Regions from separate parts of the Mus musculus genome. Here region 1 is linked to region 2. The links are chromatin contacts, called in public Hi-C maps. All regions are on one chromosome and are shown on one strand. Each heading gives the region's core, a stretch centred on a gene start, on an enhancer-like site or on the middle of the called end of the contact. The rest is flanking DNA. Distances are from core to core; before and after follow the strand shown.

The links. Hi-C and Micro-C count contacts between places; a contact is called where the count stands out from the background.
Region 1: a Hi-C map of embryonic stem cells shows a contact between it and region 2, with 8 times the contacts expected there. The contact joins two enhancer-like sites. A contact is called at or near these places in 1 of 484 Hi-C or Micro-C datasets (embryonic stem cells) and 1 of 115 datasets of contacts at active chromatin or transcription factors (pancreatic cancer cells).

What each region holds. Positions count from the first base shown.
Region 1 is chr11:115,637,794-115,640,493 of GRCm38.p6, forward strand. No RefSeq gene overlaps it. Among named protein-coding and RNA genes, the nearest start is that of Slc25a19, 11 kb to the left of the region's middle. Within about 2 kb of position 1,363, at least 68 of the 459 cell types and tissues checked have an H3K27ac peak or open chromatin away from gene starts, as enhancers often do. A contact at or near this core is called in embryonic stem cells, where this site is marked.
Region 2 is chr11:115,291,684-115,294,383 of GRCm38.p6, forward strand. The region is part of intron 2 of Fads6 (fatty acid desaturase domain family, member 6); the gene reads right to left. Among named protein-coding and RNA genes, the nearest start is that of Fads6, 4.5 kb to the right of the region's middle. Within about 2 kb of position 1,303, at least 65 of the 459 cell types and tissues checked have an H3K27ac peak or open chromatin away from gene starts, as enhancers often do. A contact at or near this core is called in embryonic stem cells, where this site is marked.

The sequences.
Region 1 (2,700 bases), core at 113-2,612, 350 kb after region 2:
TCTGGCTGCGTGGCCCAAGCTGCCTGGTGCTAGGCATAGAGGGCTGTGCTGACAAGTCTGGTTACTCAATTTTATTTTCTGAAATAGGGTCTCACACTTAGCCTGGGCTAGCCTCAAATATCAGTCTTCTCCCTCAGCAACTGGAGAGCTGGAATTAGACCCATGGGACAACATACCTGGGTCAAGCTGTTCCGTGTTTCTTTGAGACAGGGTCTCACTGTGTAGCCCTGGCTAGCCTGGAGTTCTTTATGGAGAGCAGGCTGGCCTCAGAATCACAGAAATCCATCCACTTCTGCCTCCCGAGTACTGGGATTAAAACTGCACATTTCACTTAGCCTGGCTTTCAGGCTGGCTTTTGGTTTTGATTTTTTGTTTATTTGTTTGTTTGTTTGTTTGATTTTTCGAGACAGGGTTTCTCTGTGTAGCCTTGGCTGTCCTGGAACTCACTCTGTAGACCAGGCTGTCTTCGAACTCAGAAATTCACCCGCCTCTGCCTCCCAAGTGCATGGCACTTGCCACCACACCTGGCTTTGATTTTTTTTTTTTAAAGATTTATTTATTTATTTATTATATGTAAGTACACTGTAGCTGTCTTCAGACACATCAGAAGAGGGCATCAGATCTTATTACGGATGGTTGTGAGCCACCATGTGGGATTTAAACTCAGGACTTTTGGAAGAACAGTCAGTGCTCTTAACCGCTGAGCTCTCTCTCCAGCCCTGGTTTTGATTTTGAGACAGAGTCTGAGCACTGGCGAGTCTGGATCTTGCCAAGTACAACAGGCTAGCACAGACCCTCCTGGTTAGCCTGGATCTACCCATGTACAACAGGCAAGCCTAGACTCTCCTGCTCAGCCTTCTAAGTGCTAGAATTGCCACACCCAGCTAGAACAAAGATCTAAGCAGAAAAAGACAATAGTGCCATTGTGTTGCTACATGCCTTTTATTCCATCATTCAGGGGACAGAGGCAGGAGGATCTCTGTGTTCAAGGCTAGCCTGATCAACATAACTAGAAGTACATAGCAGGACCCTTTTTCAAAAACAAAAACCAAAATAGTATTGGGCTAAAGCTCAGAGGTAGGTAGAGCACGTGCTTGCTGTATTCAAAGCAGTGTTTGATTCCCAGCACCAGGAAATCAATATTTATCTATCTATCTATCTATCTATCTATCTATCTATCTATCTATCTATCTATCTATCTATCTATCTATCTATCGACTTAGGGTGACTTACCACATTCAGGCACCAGCAGAAATGAACCCATTTCTGGCCAGTCACATCACAGGACTTATTCTGTGTGACCTTGTCAACCACCCTCAGTCCTTTTATGACTCTAAGTTCCTCTTCCTGAGCCTTAGGAGAGTCACACATTCAAGGCTACAGACCCAGCACGAATCCAGGAACCAGGAAGCAACCTGCCTTGGGCCCCGCTGAGCCTGGGGGTGACTCCCTTGCTACTGCTCCTAGCTGGAGATGAAGACAGCCAGCTGCTGATGCAGGGCAAAGGGCTCTGGGAGCAAGAGGACAGAGGGCTGCAGTTCTGAAGCTGACAGAGACACACACAGCTGGGAGGGCTGAGGCACACATCCTGGGGCCTGGAGGCTGCAGGGGAGCACAGTTCCCTGGAGTCTGATGGGGTAGGGTTCTCGGATGCTCTTTGCAGAGTTAGGTTTCCTAACAGATTAGGGATCAGTAGATGATCAGGCGGAAGGAGCCTGAGAGTCCCTGAGGAAGGACAGAGGCAGAGGAGGCAGGATCTGAGGAGACAGGGGAGGCTGCTGAAATCTAGGCTTCAGAAGGACTTGGCAGTGGGTGGTGGAGGGAAAACTGGTCTAGGTGCTGACTAAATGCCAAGATGGCTTCATTTTATGGCATGTAAGCTACAGCTACCCAGCGTGCGCGTACAGAGCCAAGGTGCTGACACTACCACCCCTCATCTTGAGGCAAGACCTCCCACTGTAACTTGGCCTGGCTTTAAATGATCAATCCTTCTGCCTCAGCTTCCTGGATTGTAGGCATAAACCACCACACTTACAGAGTTTGGTTTTGATGTTATTTTTAGACCAATGGCCCTAAACATTAAACATGCTGGTTAACTGTGCTCCCACTAAGCTACTATCCTCAGCCCTGGCTCGGCACCTCCAGCTTCCTTTTTTTTTTTTTTTCCAAGACAGGGATTCTCTGTGTAGCCCTGGCTGTCCTGGAACCCATTCTGTACACTAGGCTGGCCTTGAACTCAGAAATCTGCCTGCCTCTGCCTCCCAAGTGCTGGGATTAAAGGCGTGTGCCACCACTGCCCGGCTTCCTTTTTCTTGCTTGAGATAGAGTCTCAGGTAGCCTAGGCTGGCCTCAGACTCCTTATGAAGATGAAGCTGGTCTTGAACACCTGATGCCTGTACATCTGTGCATCTCTTGTGTGCCTAGTGCCTGCAGAGATCAGAGAGGGCATTGGATCCTCTGGAATCAGACTTACTGGTGGTTGTGAGCCACCATGTGCTGGGATTCGAACCTGAGTCTTTGCAAGAGCAATGGATGCTCTTTGCTACTGAGCCCTCTCTAGCCTTGACACTTGGCTTAGCGTCTGTTAGTGAAGGAACCTCTCAGGCTTCTCCTACCTTTTCCTCACTATGGCCCCTGGACAGTTAGGACAAGGTAGCTGCTTTCACAAAAAAGGCACTGACTGACTGAAGGGGCTAATGG
Region 2 (2,700 bases), core at 53-2,552:
CTCTGCCTGTGACTCCACCCCACACCCAAAGCTGAGTTTACAAGGAGGATTTAAAGAGGAGACATAACAAAGAGCTTCCTGACTGGCATGGCTGGTTCCCGCCCACTCAGGGGAGCATCCTTGACTGTGACACTGAAGGCCTTTCAGAGGTCGAACCTTCTCAACTTCAGGACTTAAACCACGGCGGCCTGCTTATTCTACCTTGCCCTGAGCCTTTTGGTGGTCATCCTTGCATGGCATCCTTCCCTGGCCAACCCTAAGGATAGGCCTAGCAGCCTGGGTGATGTAACCCCAGTAGAGAGTGCTTGCTGGGTAAGGCGGGGTGGGAACTTCTTCAGGTATGTCAGAGAGGGGTCTCCAGAGAAACCTCATCTGGTGTGGGTAGGGGTACATGGTTTTGAATACAGCCTAGAGTGCTAGCCCAACTCTATCCTACCTGTTCCAGTTCTCCAGAGCCGGAGAAAGAGGCTGGTCCCACACCAGCTCAGACCCAGTAGGCTCTAAGATCAATGCTGGATTACCAAAGAAAGCCAGAGGTGCACAGCTGATGCCTGGCACTGCAGGCTCTGTAGAACCCTGAGGAGAGCAGGCCTAAGAGCAGGATGTTCAATGAGATGGTGTCACCAGGGGTCGTGTGGATGAGGGAAGGATGAAAGGAGAAGACAACAGGATTAGAAGTGACAGCCAGGGATCCGGGAAGGGTCCCACGCACCCTCTGAGGTTCCTTTGTGCCAGGTAACCCAATACGAACACCTGCACCGCCCTGCCAGGCCCTGCAGCCTCTCAGGTAACAAGCACAAAATAAACAAACACTGTGGGAAGCAGCCCTGTGCTGCCTCTGTGACAGGCAGTGTGTCGTCCCAGGAAGAAACACAAGGCCACACTATGGCTCATGGGAGGCCTGGCAAGTCTGTACCGTCTCATCCAGTGCCCTCAAAGGGTTAACGAGGAGGTGGCGTTATCAAGCTTATAGACTCCATGACGAAACTAACCCTTGCTCAAGGTCAGGGAAAACCGCTGGGCCTGGGACTCCAATCAAGTCACAAAGCTACAAAGATATTGATTGCCACACACACACACCAGCTAGGTAGGGCTGAGCCACACTCCCCCATGTGTGGGAACCTATCCTAGAGGGGTGCCTGAGTTATGCCCCAAGGTTGGAAAATTGAGGTGCTTCCCTGACTAGGTTACTCAGAGAGTGTGATTGACCAAACTAGTTCTGCCCACAGCTCAGCAAAGCCCAGCAGCACGGCCAACAGTGTTACAGCATGGGAGGGGAATCCAGGCCTTTCCTTACAAGCCACAGAACCACATCGGCCTTCAGGACAGCCCCCCGCCCCCACCCCACCCTCTCACACTCACAAACACCATTGGCTAACTTTCCCTTCGACTTTGTCCCCAACTGGAATGCAAGGTCATTGTAGACAAATACTAATAGAATCGCTGCTAAGAACTTGGGTGGAAGGAAAAGAAGCAAACATGAGGCCATTTGGACAGGAGTTTGCACAGGACAGAGCTGTGTGCAACACACAGAACTCGGCCCCAAGGCTGTTTGGGTTCCGCAAGTCACTGCACTGGGTTTCTGAAGAAGTCCAAGCAATCTAGGAAGACAACTCAACGAGAGTGTCTCAGTTCCTTGCCTCCGTATGTAAGCTCCTCCGTCCCCCACCCCCACCCCCACCCCCACCCCGCCCCAGGCAAAGTCAGAAGCCCTCACCCTTGATCAGGCATCAGCTCTCCAGAAGCCTGGGAAGGACGCTTGAGAAACCTCTGCACAATACGGCCCTTGTAGTCCAAGATGGATCTCCTTTACCAGTCTCTAGCTGCCACAGGCCCCTAGCACTCAGCACCACTTTAGAAAACCCGAGCAGAACTCAGCCTGTGCCGAGTCCCATTATTAGAAAGATACAAATGATACAAAGTATCCATTACTCCTGCCTCTCCTGGCAGGTTACAGACCCTGACCCCAGGGTCCAACCTGTGCCTATTAGTCTGGGCTGACCCAGAGCTTCCTGGAAAGGAAAGTATCTTAAAGCAGACCATAGGAATCAGCAGCCTGAGGGACCCTCATGTCCTTGGCCCTTCAGAAACCTAGGCTGGTAGAAAGGCGTGAGAGGGAGGGAAAGGGAGGACAGGGAATGCTGGGTAAGAACGTTTCCACCACACAGTGGATGTGGTATATCAAAAGGTGTGTGTGTGTGTGTGTGTGTGTGTGTGTGTGTGTGTGTGTGTGTGTGGTTGTGTATATGTGTGTATGTGTGGGTGTATCTGTGTATGTGTGTGTATGTGATTGTGTATATGTGTGTTTATGGGGGTATTCTTGTATGTATGTATGTATGTACGTGTACATGTATATGTATATAAGGTAGTTTGAATGAAATTGGCATATAGAGGGTAGCAAATTGGCACCATAGGTTTGTAGAGAGTAGCACCACTAAGGAGATGTGGACTTGGTTGAGGATTGCATCACTGGGAGTGAGCTTTGAGGTTTCAGACGCTCAAGCCAGGCCCTGTCTCCCTCTCTCTCTCCCTGCTGGCTGTCTATCCAGATATAGAACTCTCAGCCATGTCTCCAGCACCATGTCTGCTAGGACTCCTCCATGCTTCCCGCCATGTCAATACTGGAGGAAACCTCTGAACTATAAGCCAGCCTAAGTAAATGTTTCCCTCAAGAGTTACTGTGCTCCTGATAGGTGGGGC